2 separate regions of the Bombyx mori genome follow, and region 1 is linked to region 2. The links are chromatin contacts, called in public Hi-C maps. All regions are on one chromosome and are shown on one strand. Each heading gives the region's core, a stretch centred on a gene start, on an enhancer-like site or on the middle of the called end of the contact. The rest is flanking DNA. Distances are from core to core; before and after follow the strand shown.

Region 1 (7,177 bases), core at 1,084-3,583, 140 kb before region 2:
AATACTTTTTGGTCGCGGTGTCCTTGTCTAATGTGGTGACCATATATAATTTAATTATAGGACAAAATTATACACATGCATCAGTTTTGAATTTACCTTAAGTAATTCTGTGTAACCCTATGTAAATACAAAACACGTGCTTGCAACCTTTTATTTATGTAAATTCAATTCTAAACATTGCTTCGTCGTCATGGTGACTTTTTTTCGACGGTTTTTTTTGGAAATTGCTGCGTTGTCGAAAATCTAGCACTGAGTTTTATTACAAACATCATTACCTCAGTTCTATTACTTAAACTTCCTCAAACTCATGTTTAACGTCCGAATACTCAACCGCGACTTAAATAATATATTATGTTGAACTTAATTACGCAATTCCTACTTTAATGTACTGGCTAAGTGGGCCGTGCAAATTAATATTTGACACACTGAGTGAGACACTGCAACACACATGGTCTGCGCGTATCGGGTGCTCTTTTCCTACATTCACATCTTCAATTGATTTAAAATTGCTTGTATTTTTACTTCTGTGCTATTTTCATGACACGTGTATATTAAGTCTACTAGTTACATTTTAGGAGATAAAACACAATGGGTAATAAAATGAAATGAAATGAAATTCATTTATTTGTTATATGTAGACAATTAAATAACTCTTAAATGACAAGTCAATACACATAACACGATACACATAGTACTTGATCTCTATTTACAAAATATTGGTTATACATATTATTATTATTAAGTTCAGTTAATTTTCTGTAGTCTTATAATATAACTTTTCCTCTATTTTAAGTAAATTCTTTTTTTTCAACGAAATACATAATTTATTTTAATCAATATCTAAGTGGGCCATGAGTATCATTAAAATTTCGCAATTTAAATTTCAATTCAATTAAAAATCGCCATTTTTCTTTAATAAATCTAAAATCGACTTTATATTTACAATCACTATTTCGCGACTGTTAAGTTTTTGTTTCAATACCTTAACATCTTGTCGTAATTTTGCTTTTCTCGGGGTATTTTTTATTTCTTGCGTTTGAGTACTTGATTCTTCTTGTTTGACCTTTATATAGGACATTTTCCAGAAATTCCAACGTCATATTTACTAGAAGATCCTACTCGTTCGCTTAACGTCAGGCAAATGATATACATGCTTGCGTGCGACGCTATTCAATACAATAAAAAAAGTTCAAAAAATACCACGTGATGGCTCTTATAATATGAAAAATACATTGCAAAATTGTAGTTTTCACGATTGTTTTTTCAAATTTAGTATATGACATAGATTAAGTACAATTTACAAGACAAATGGTATTAAATATTATAATGAGAAAAAATATCTCACATTTTAAAAATATATGCTCACACTAGTAAAAATTTATCAATGAATCTGACATATGGAAGGATATTCCACAAACTGGAGAGGATTCTCGCTTAAAACCACTTACATTAAAATTGTTCACCATGATTACACGGAAACTTTCACGATTTTCGAAAAAAAACAAGCCACAAGCTGTATCAGTGCCATTTTAACTTCGCACTACAAACGTAAATAGACGCCATTTTTCTTTTAATCCATTCATAGCTCTTTTTCGGTGATGCCAACAATTAATCTGGCTTCCCACCAAATTCAACATGAAAACCATCAGAAATCTACGTACCTACCATTAAATTTTCCATTAAACAGAGTTCTTATTAATATAGAACAATATTTTTTTTGTTAATAAGCTTTATTAATATATGATGTTCTATTAAAAATCAATATATATCATATAATCAATACTTCTTATATAATTTATTTTAATAAATTGTCATCATCAGAAACTAATTTCACCATAACTTAGTACGTTTATTTTGAACCAATTTAATTTTTGACGTTGATGGAAATTCTAAATTCTCGCAACATTTTCTAGTTAAGTTTAAGTCACATCGTTTAAATAATATGTATTTAGATATATTATTGTCATAAAACATTTAAAATCCTGTAAAGTGGATTGATTTTAACCTTTTCGAGAATTTTCAACAACACCCAAGCTACTAAAAAATCCACTAACCACTAAAAGCCATTTTTGATAACTAAGACGGGGGTCCAAATTCCTAGATTTTATGGAAAATCCTCTAAGCTAGCAACACTGCTTTTTGTTTGTAAAATGTGCGAGAGGGACACCACCACTTAATAATCATTCTCTTTTCAGACCGTTTTTCCTTACATCTTTTGCTATTTAAAAATAAACTTTAAACCATAGAGATAAAGTATATTTTTAGTTTTTATGTCAAACGAAGTAAGCACTCCAGTTAGAATAGTAACTCTATGGTTATTCTCAATAGACTTTTTGGCGGGAACGCGCGAACGCGAGGAGTGAAGTTGTGTGATTTCTTTTATTTTGTCTATTTAGTGTTTCTTCGGGTTCAAATGTGTAATAATGGTGGTTTATTAACTGTTTAATATCTGTGAAAGTGCACAAATCTGGAAAAATGAAACAAAGCCGCTGGACGTAACTTCTCGGGATCCTCCAAAAAGTCCACTGAAAAAATCTTAGTAAATGACCACGATTTTACTGAGATTATATTTCATCCCATATCATCTCATTTCATTTAATTTCATCCCAGTTGGTTAATGTCTCAAATTAATTGTCTTCATTTCATTTCACTCCATAATATCATTTTTCATAAAAATATGAATATAAATTAAAATAAGACATGACTTAAAGGTCTCAGTTACCAGGTCATAAAATCCTTTTTAAAAAAATTTTCAATAAGTTTACCTAAGTGGTTAAGCATCTTGCACAAAATATATTTCAGTATAAACGTAACATTATTGTTAATGTAATTTGTAGAATGGGTACTAGAATACTGCAAAGACTAATTGTGTCAACATTTATAAATAATGTTACACCCAGACGGCAACTAAGGTTATGTGAAAAAATAGTTTGTGCCCATAATTTAAACACAACGTACGTTAGGAATTATGCAAAAAGTAAAGACAAAGGAAAGGAAAAAAAAGGTAAAGGCACTAAAGTTGAAATTAATATGGCAGTTCTCTCCGAACTTATACCAGTAGACAAGATGAAAGACCGCTGCAGTGCCGCTATTGAAAACATGAAGGCGGATTTTGCTAAACATTTGTCTATAAGATCAACCACTGGCTCGATAGACACAATACCAGTAAAATTCGAGGGCAAAGAATATGAACTACAAGAACTAGCTCAGATTGTAAGAAAGAATCCTAAAACGATAGTAATAAACTTCTCTTCTTTTCCCCAAGTCATACCGGAGGCCTTGAAAGCCATCAGTAGTTCTGGTCTAAATTTAAATCCACAACAAGATGGAACTACACTGTTTGTGCCTGTGCCTAAAGTCACAAAGGAGCACAGGGAAGCATTGGCTAAGAATGCTAAGGTGTTGTACATAAAGTGTAGGGATGCACTCAAAGACATACAAAATGAAAACATAAAGAAAATGAAGAAACAGACTGGTGTATCTGAAGATTTAATATTTAACGGAACGAAACAAATAAATGCCTTGTGTGAAAAATATCTATTAGAAGCGAGAAGTATTTATGATGCCAAATGTGTTGAATTAGTTGGGAAGTAGGTGTTTGTGGAAATAACTTTGTGTTGTTAATGAATAGAATAATATGCATAATATATATTTAAGAAAATATGCCATGCATCTTTTCAATAAACACCAATAGATAGTTTGAAATAACAAATTTTATTTTGAAAGCCTTTTTTGTATCTATCCATAACTATGTTAAGGGAATATGAAGTGTAATTTTTGTTCCAATTATTCTGCAAATTTTAGTTTAATTTTACATTTCAATTTATTACCCAGTGATGCAATATTCAAGCCCTTGACTGTTGAGCCATGGGTTTTGGGTTGATTCCCACATCGGGCAAACATTTGTGTAACGAACATGTGTGTTTGCTCTTAGTCTTATGTATATATTTAAATATAAATATGTGTCTGATACCCATAACACAGATAATCCTATTTTTGGGACCAGATAACCTTGTGTGATCTGTTCCCAGTTATTTAATTTTTATTTTTTAATATTTTCATCTATTGACATAGATTGATCCATTTTGTGTTTAAGGTGTAGAAGAAATTAATGAAGTGTTGAAGAAAATGTAAACAATTAGAAATCCACATAAATATGAATTTTGAATATAAATCAGCAATTAAAGTTTTTTTTTGTATTTAAACATAGAACTTGAATCTAAAATCAGAGTTTATCCTGATGCTCAATGATGCAAGGATGAAAACAACATAGATGTAGTAGTCTTTTGCTACTTCTTGATCTATATCTTACAGGTAGTAACTAAGATGTGGCACTAACAATGAGCTTAGGAACCACAATGTGAATGCCACACTATAGTAACTGCCATTTTAAGTAGTCTATTTTTAGTCTATTTTGAACAAAATTTAATTGCTTTGTTTAAAAAAAAGCAATGATCCAAGTTTGTTAAAAAAAATTTTTTTCCGCCTTCCCCCCAGTAAAGGTCATGGGGCGACCTGAGGGGGTTGAGGCTGCGCGGCGCACTACAGCACTAGCGCGCTGCTGAGGAAAAATATCAACATCCTGATAAAAGAGCAATCGGTTGGCGGTGTATCGCGTTCCGATCCGGCAGGCTGGTCCAGCGGCACCGTCTAGGTGGCCTGACGAGCTGCCGTGCTCGAGACGGCCGACGTTTCAGAACCTTCGTTTCGCCTCGAAATCTCATTCGGCTGGGCATCCTCGGGGTGAGCCGCGCGTCTGGTTGGAGTCTTACGACGGTTACCCGGTTCTGACCTCAGGATGGATCAGATGCTTGGACTGGACGATAGTCGGGGAGACCAAGGGAGTCGGTAGCGCTCTAAATTCCCTCCCTTGGGCCCGGGGTCCGCTCCAAACATTGCGAAATAACCCGCGCGTCACCTAAGCACGGGACCTCTTAGGTGGTTCGGCCCCCGGCCCAAAAAATAGATGGATGGACAAGTTCACGTCCCAACTAATGTTAAGTGGTTGCTGGAGTCCATACACATCCAACATCAATGACACCACCCACCTTGAGATATGAGGTGCTAGTCCAAATTAAGTAGTTTACAGGCAGTCTCACTTTCCAAACTGCATGACTGCTTCGCGATGGAAATACATACAATGGTGGAACTTTTTCTTGCAGGTTCACAATACGTCCTACCAGAAGTAACGGTACTGATGGGGGCAGCATTATTTGCGGCCAAACCTGTTCTTTGCGTACTAGAACTCTTTGAACGTGCAGTACCGTTTCGCCTATTAAATTTTCAGTGTATAGATCACATATTACTGAGTTTGTTGATTCTCCACTCATCCTGACGCATCCATTTTACTTTAATCCATCAATTTCATTTGCTATTTGAAACTAAAGTAGCTAAGCTAAAAGCTCGTCTCAGTGTATTTTATATATGGCTAAAATCATTTTGCTGTTCAATTCCAGAAAATACAACTTTAGTCGAATGAGTGACAATACTCTTAGATATAATCTAGATTTGCATATTTCTATGCACAGAACTGTCCGGATGTTATAACGGGATTGAGCGGGAAAATGAGATATTAAATTTCGGAAAATGTTTATGTTTTGTTAACACTTCTTCAGGTATATTTTTAATTGCTTAGAGTGAATATACAAATGCAGAAAAAAATTTTTACATAAAGATTATCGTCTGTTGTTAGTTTCCTTTGCCTGCCCAAAAAACGACTTAAATAAAAAAAAGGTAGTAAATGTCAGTTTTGTTTACAAATTAACTCTAAGCACCATCTGCTTGCTAACGAGAAATAAAAATTAATGGAAAGATTAACAAAAATACATAGAAATAAATACGCCAGAGTGATGTCGCGTATTACCAATCGTTCGAAAACGAATTTGGGGGCTGACTCTATAGTTATGCGGCACGAACTGCCTTCAGCACGTCTTCGCGGGAAACTAACTCATTCAAATCCTAATTGCGGTGTTTTTAGTGAACTTCCAACTGTATTGAATGATTATACTCCAGAGACTGTTCCTGATAGAGTTTTGAGACGAACATTAACGTCGAAGCCGCGTAAAACAATCAAATCTTTGGACCCCGCCACTTCCCCTCATCGCGTAGTAACGAAATGTGAAACGGGCAGAAAACCTCGACCAATGGTTAAGTTACGGGAATCAGCACCTGTGTTGACGAACAAGTGTATGGATACAAATGAAAGACGGTGTTCGTCAAGCAGGACCCATACTAACTTAAAATATTTAAAAGTAAGTTTATGAAAGTTTAAGAACAGCTCATAAGATTTTTGTTACGACTATTTACACTATATTCATTCTCAATAAGCATTTACTGTTAAAGAGTACTTCCTAATTTACTATTTAAATAAAGAAATCAAAGTTATAAATTATTACCAAAAAAACTAAACTGCTAAAAGCTAGGAATGAATTTTAATCTCTAGTGTAACTAAAATATACTTCTTATCATAGGAGGAAATAAAAGCATACAACGAAGCGGAAAAACTAATGAGACTTAGAAGTTCTCTCTACAAGAAATGTGGAGTTGTGCTTGATGACGTAGGACAGGTTACTGAAGACAAAGCAATACAAGCGGAACCAGCACCAGGTAACAAATCTACGAATCATTCACATAATTTCATACTGAATAATACTTTAAACGAGAGTGTAAAATTAATTTCCAACAAGAGTGATCGACACACAGCCTATTTTATTTGATGCTTTCAAACATTAAGCGAAATAGCGCCATCTATCTTTAAAATGTTACTTTGTAAACACATATTTTTCTGATACAGATGTCACTAGTCAAAAATTAAACTCAAATATGGCAATACAATTTTCAATATTATTAATAGCTGTAATATTATAATAGTATAGATTAACATACATAATACTCGTATAAGGAATATGAAAAAATTAAAAGAAACGAAAATCTAATTTTTTTTTTTTTTTTTTCCTACCTAAGCTGATAGCCCTAGCGTCTATGTCAGCGTAACCCTAACTTTAGTAGGTGAGCTCACGGGGCTCAAACCTGACGATGTTGCTAACACGAACCCTAGCAAGAGTCGTGCTTCGCAGAATCTACCACCGGATCGGAAACGCGACCCACTGAGAAGATCCGGCGAGAAACTCAGTGGGCTGTGTCTGAGAGTTAATTTACTCGTCGAGCCCTTCGTCGC
Region 2 (6,945 bases), core at 3,249-5,748:
ATCATAGAAGTGGATTGGACTACTTATTACCATACATACAACTGCGTAGCTGTTTAAGAAAAAAGCAACGACAGAGCTAGTTCGTAATTGTGTGTATAATCAATATACCGATTCTTCTAGTATAACTAAAAATAAAGAATTAAATTTAGTGTAAAAGATACAAAGACACGCTTTTATAACAAGTAGTTGTCTTTCTTCAACAAAAGGTTTATGGAGAGTAATCAATGGTAGGCAGCGCGTTGGCTGTGCCTCTGGCATTGTCCATGAGCGATGGTAACCCCTCATCATCAGGTATGTTCGTCGTGAAGGAAGAATATCCAAAGCAGAAGAAATCTCTGCCCAATGTCACATTTGGTATTAATCACGTTGCTGTGTATTAACGGTTCTGGTACAGTTAACATCAGATAGACTGTGAGTTAGTCTGTTTATATTATAAAAAAATTAATAAAATTCTTGGACAGTCAAAATAGGCCACGTCCTATAGGCCGTCTCAGGCCACTCTTAGACTGCTGGTGCGTGATAGTCCGATATCACCATCCTTTTTACATCTGTCGCAAAGCAATCATGAATAACGATTCAACAGGTCCCCTAGATGGTATTTAGGTTGTGACACCAGTGGGCTGTCTTTTTTTTCCTACCTAAGCTGATAGCCTTGAGAGGCTATGTTAGCGTAACCGGGCGAGTAAGTGAGCTCACGGGGCTCAAATCGGGAGTGTTGCTAACACTGGCCCTAGCAAGAGCAGTGCTTCGCAGAATCTACCACCGGATCGGAAACGCGACCCACTAAGAAGATCCGGCGAGAAACTCAGTGGGCTGTGTCTATGGGTTAATTTACTCGTCGAGCTCTTCGTCGCACGCGACAGGTTCGTTCATCCCTTACAACGTCTGCGACGTAGTCTTACAACCTCATCTTATAAACTTCAGATTGATAGAAGATACTTTCATTACAATTATTTTCTACATAATTCCCTTGCATTACGTTTCTCATCCTCATTTCTTTGTGAAACATTGATTTATCGTTACCATTAAGATCACTCTCCTTTCTAACACTTTGATATATCATTCAAAACCCACTTATCTTACTTACTCAATGCCAAACCAGGTTTTCCCATTTAGGAATAAACTATTCAGCTCTGCAAATTGAGTTTTGGTTTGTCGACAGATCGGAGCGGAACAGCCGAGAGGATGCCGGAGCCACTGTGCCTTGCAAACAGGTGATGCCGCGCTCCAGGTACCCGGTCGATCGATATTTGGTAAGTAAAGGGAGTCTCTGGTACTCATCATTTCCTCCTTCAAAAGCCAACACCTTATACTGTCAAGCTATCTCCTAGTAAATATTAATAGGTAACCACTAGTAGATAATTTTATCATAATTAGCAGCTCATATATTGATTTCTATGAAAAGGTTTGCCCTATTTACAATGTAATAAGGAGGTACAATCGATTTTAAATCTGAATTTAAAATAAATACATTTCTAATATTAAATATTACTTATATCGCAGGTTGAAAGCAGCAAAAAGTTGGAACGGGAAAATACAAACGACGATGATTTATGGACCTCCGAGCCAGCGCTTAAGCCTGAAGACGAGATTATGTTGAGGAAATTGCATGATATGCTGCAATCGACTACAAACGATCTAAAGATTTTGTCAGGGGAGCTATCGAAATTTCAAGAACCTAGCATTCAAATAAAATCCTCGCCTATTCCGCTGGACGAGGAATTCAATGAAAAAGTTCATATTGAAGAATTGGTAAATGCAAAATTCTATGGACATAAACTGGTTGACAAAAATCGTGACGGATCTGGGGCTAGACAGATAAAAAATGTTATTGGGCCAAGTACTGGTACGACTAACGCTGATACTAAAAAGAAACATAACGTGAAACCTAAAGTATCGACTTCTGTTCAAGTTAATACAATTCCTGAAATCAAACAAAAGCGAATTAACCGAAACATGGGTTTTTCAAAAACTAAATTAATACAAATTAGTGATAAAACATACAACAAAAAACTGAACAATGGTAAAATTATTAAGGAACCGCTATCAGTAGCCTACAACGAATTCTGCTACAAACATGAAGAACCAACTAGTAACATCCAAAAGAATTTACAGTTACAAAAAATGCCAAACATTAATATAAGAAGCGAGCTAAAACTGGAAAAAGTTTTCAATTTAAGTATTTTACCTGAGAATAACGAAACTTTTCCAGTCCCTACTAACAAGGGCAACTCAACTGTAATTTTAGTAAAACATATAGATTTAAATAAGCAGCCTATTGAACAATCACATTCTACCCAACCTAAGCCCTTAATAAGAAAAGTATCTAAAATGTCAACTTGCGAAAGCAGTGAGTCATCGAATAATTTGAATTTAGAAGTCAAAACTAAATTAAGGAAACATCCAATTAATATTTCACCTAAAAGTACAAATCGAGTAATTCAAACTCACAAGAAAACAGTAAAAAGAGATTCGGAGAAACGTTGTTATGCGGATCTTGAAGAATGGAAAAGAAAACTAAACAGGGTTTACGGGGGACACGTTTTCAAAAACGACAAACCTTCGTCTAAATATAAAATTAATAAGAAAAAGGCATCGCCTGATAAGAAAAATGTAACAAAACCTATCCTAAACAACACAGAATATATACCTTACTCACGATTAACGCTAGGAGGAGTTCGAGTGAGTGATATAGAAAAGGAAATAGGTGATATTTCAAATAAGAATGTACCGTTAAGTCCTATTATAGACAGAATTTTAAGCAGTCGGGACAATAGTCCAAGGAAAAATAAACAAGAAATTATTTCGAGAACATTCACAACTTCAGATGAAAATTTAATGCAAGAAGTTGTCGATATTGAAAGGACAATCAGTGAGACGTTATCAAAAACTATACAGAAAGATGAAGATAATGGAGTCAAACCTAAAACTGTTAATGAAGATAGTGTGAGCTATAAGAGTGACAGTTATATCGACGACTTTGAAGATGATACAGACCAAAAGGAACAAATTTTAGAAGAAAGCTATAACAATATTGAACACCTTGAAGCCAAAGACACCTCTGGTAACAAGTTGAATTCAAATAACTACCAACCAAATAACGAAGACAATATTTCTGATCACAATAAGCCTAGTACGTCCAAAATACAAAATAGAACGTACATAAAAGCGTCGAACTTGTCATTCAAAGACTCAGTTGATGTGTTCGAATTTGTTCATAACGTAGATACACAGGACACCGGCACCCAAAGTGATTCATCAAATAAAATAATTCCAAAAGAAACTCAAACATCACCTACAAATGAGAGACAAAACCTTCAACCTATACGTAACGATCTATGGATGTCAATCGACCCCAGAAAGGAAGTTGAGAAAATGCTGGAATTAGAAAAAGACTTTATAAAGAAATTCATAATTGAAGAATACGGTGATATATTAGAAGAAAAAATTACAAAACCTTCTACTTCAAAAGATAGAAATGAAAATATTAGAAAAAATATAGCAGCGTCGCAGAAGAATACACAAACTTCGCCTGCGCGTGTTAAAAGTGTGATGACATCACCCAGAAGAACCAAAACAAGGACCACCTCACCATTTCCTTTGTCATTGGCAGTCGATAAACAAACTAGTCCTTTACTGTTTGATGTCAACAATAGGGAAACGAGCGTTGACTTAGAAAATGATGAACTGGGAATTTCAATTAATCTATCCTCACCAAGATTCAATCTTCGATTACCTCAGACAACACGAGAAGTTCTGTCTAATCTAGACGCTTGTACTAAAAGAACTGGAACTGATGTTACGTCGAAAACGTTCAGAAAAACGTTAGTCAGTTCTAGTTCAGCTGATGCAGATAATTCCTCGTCGGAATTGAGTAGCGTAGGTGAAATAAAAATGAACCTCAAAAAAAAAATACGTGCACTGAATAGATCAATAAGTTCTGAGTCTAGTTCTTCGTCTGTTTCTACAAAATATAGTTCAGATTTGCAGCCAGGTGGTATATTACCTTTGAAAAGTGACGGTGAATTAAGTTTGGGAAGGTCGAAAGACAAACGTGCTCATAGTATTGGTGAAACTAGTAACTTATTCTAACGAAACGTCTCTAAGTGCCTTTTGAATTGTACGTTAGCTCTCCTGTTACGTTTTGCTTTGCTTTTTGAACTTCTGAAGTACAAATTTATTTTTATATTAGTAATAAGATTGTGAGCAACATTAGTGAATTTTATAAATAATTTTAATGTCACAGCATGTATTTAGGTAATGTAAATATTAACTTCTTTGTTTTCCTATGCCATACCATAAACTGTTGTTTTGGGTAGATTTAAGGGGAATTTTATTACTGTGATTAAATTTATTTTTTCTAATGTTATTTTTAATGAATACAAAAATTTTACTATGAAGGAAATCTGCTTCGTCGTCGTGCTCACGACGATTTCTTAACCCCAGCAGCAAGCGGCAGCAACTTTGTTGTGTAAGTGGTAATGCCGACTTGCAAGAGCGATGGTGTCTCTAAACCCTCACAATTAATTAGGTGAACGGTAGGTTTGCCTCCCTTCTGTGCCAAAAAAAAAACAAGAAATATTACAGAGTACACAAAATATTATCTTTTAGTAAAACAAGTACCTATACATAGTGATAAGGAAGCGCTTAGAAAAAAAAATCGATGCAAATGGAATAAAATATATCACCTACGTTGTAAATGTATATTTCTGTGATCGCTAGCTGCGGACCGGGCAGTGTTCTGTGGGGCGAGTTTTCGGTGGTATTTAAATCATAGACAATGTGTGATCAGATTGCCGAGAATTTTAGGCACCATTGCGGTCTGGGGTGGGCAGACCGATAAAATGCATAAAAATCAAATAAATAATGTATGATTGAACTTTCTGACTTGAAGACACTAGCTGTTTGGGGGGGACGTAGAGCCCGTTAAAGTACTCATTTTGGAAAACGAATGAAGTTGCAATTTGTATACCAAGTGCGATCAAGTCAAAAGCAAACCACTTCAAAGTTCCATTTTCAATTAACCTTTTAATTGGACGTATTGGGATATCCGTATGTGTATGTTGTGCACGTACGCTAACAATCAATAATAATGAAAATATGGTTATCTAATCAATTAGTATCAGTTAAACGGCAGTAAGAAGTCTTAGTGAATTCTCTGTGTCTCTAGTGAAAAAAATACTTCATTACTTTTCCCTAATCGACTTCATTTCGTACGACAAACAGCTTTGACTATTATCACAATAAACTTGGCTGTATGGAATATGTTCCCTTACTTTTCGCAATGGTAAACAAACGTTTTTGTTTGTAATCCTGCAAAACTCTAGGATTGTTTAAACTTATTGAGGAGTTTTACTCTTATCAGTTCGTTCGGTGAATCGCAATAGATCTGAAATAAACAGTGCATAACAATTACTTTTAATCTAAACGCGTAACGCGTAACGGACACATAATCGCTCCTGTAATAAAAGTTTACTTTAAATAAAATTAAGCCAACAAAATGGAACTATTCTTCTTATTTACGTTATTCAGCTTTTCATTAGCTTCGATACTGAATCAAGGCGCTGTAACCTACGACTGTCCGTATTGTCAGCCGGAACAGATTCATATAGCATTTGGAGGTAAGGGCTATTAAGATTTTTTGTGAAATTTTCTGCTTTTTGTTCTATTTATTTTTAAACCTGTTAACGAAAAGTTGTGGAGGTCTTGACTCACCTCATTTAAATTGTTTACTGGTGCCGGTACAATCACAATAAGATGCCGTAACCAAATTATTATATTGTTTTTTCATTATTAAATTTAATGTCTATATGAATTCGTTCTCTACTAAAAGCGATTCATACTTAAGCAATTATGATGTATTGTTAGGGATTATTGTGAACTGTAAAACTACAATTATTATGTGACAAAAGTAATAAAGTATTAACTACGCATGATTTTGTTGATGTTTTAAAATTTTATGCAAATGGGCTGATCGGGCTTTGTCTTAGAATCGAATTGACTCAATAATCATCTAAAGAGTGATGTTTTTTGTCTAAAACAGTAAAATTGTTTATTTGGCCACTTACACCTGACCATTATTTCATAATGATACAGTTTTTATAAAGTTAGCACTTATTTTGCGAACTAACTAACAAAAAGGAAACCCACATGTAAATGAAGGAAAAACACCTTCACCTTCTAGGTAAATAAACTTCTGGGTAATAAGCATTTGAAGTATTCTATTCTATTTATATTTTAGTGACCTTAAGGGGTCATACTAGATTCATTGAGCTGGTAGGTGAGCTCATGGAGCTCTAACCATAGGGGCAGTATTGATTGGAGGTTGAGATACTGCCACTTTCCAATAAAGCAGTGTAGGACAGTGTAAGTTAAAATAGCTATCCATATTTATATTCAAGTGTGCAGTTAAATGAAATTAAAACCCATCATGTGCATCAGCACAGAGTAGCATTCCATTGTGGTATTAATAGGCTTTAGAGACCCTCACTCATACCCATCAATACAATAAAATTAAGAGTTTAATTGATTATGTAAATCCTTTTGTAGTTTAACCATGAAGTTTGAAATTATTAATTGCTAACTTACGTCATTGATATGCATTAATATTTAAAAGTAATAGTGGTCTAAAGGATAAGACATCCAGTGCATTTGTATCTTGTGATGCACCGGTGTTTGAATCCCTCAGGCAAGTACGTACTTAACAAATGTTCACAACTGACTTCCACGGTGAAAGAATAACATTGTGTAATAAAAATCAAACCCGCAAAATTAGAATTTGCGTAATTACTGTTGGTATCACGCCTTGTGAGTCCACACGGGTAGGTACCACCACCACTGTCTATTTTTGTCGTGAAGCAGTAATGCGTTTCGGTTTGAAGGGTGGGGCAGCCAATGTACTGTAAAAACAGATAACTCAGAACTATTATATCATGGTAAGTGGCA

What was found. A called contact is a pair of places that touch in the nucleus more often than the background predicts.
Region 1: a Hi-C map of midgut shows a contact between it and region 2, with 3 times the contacts expected there. The contact joins the promoter of LOC101737499 here to the promoter of LOC101737208 in region 2. A contact is called at or near these places in 5 of 7 Hi-C or Micro-C datasets (midgut, posterior silk gland, an unstated tissue and 1 more).

The regions. Positions count from the first base shown.
Region 1 is chr18:13,263,691-13,270,867 of ASM3026992v2, reverse strand. It overlaps LOC101737499 (ribosome-recycling factor, mitochondrial), which reads left to right and starts at 2,333. Exons shown (of 1, transcript XM_004928306.5): 1 at 2,333-3,712. The coding sequence starts at 2,839. The coding sequence ends at 3,594. It overlaps LOC101740927, which reads left to right and starts at 5,743. Exons shown (of 5, transcript XM_004928397.5): 1 at 5,743-6,251; 2 at 6,471-6,606. The coding sequence starts at 5,805.
Region 2 is chr18:13,127,615-13,134,559 of ASM3026992v2, reverse strand. LOC101737208 (acid phosphatase type 7) reads left to right here and starts at 4,498. Exons shown (of 10, transcript XM_062673758.1): 1 at 4,498-5,621. The coding sequence starts at 5,501. It overlaps LOC101740927, which reads left to right. Exons shown (of 5, transcript XM_004928397.5): 4 at 1,163-1,253; 5 at 1,504-4,364. The coding sequence ends at 4,092.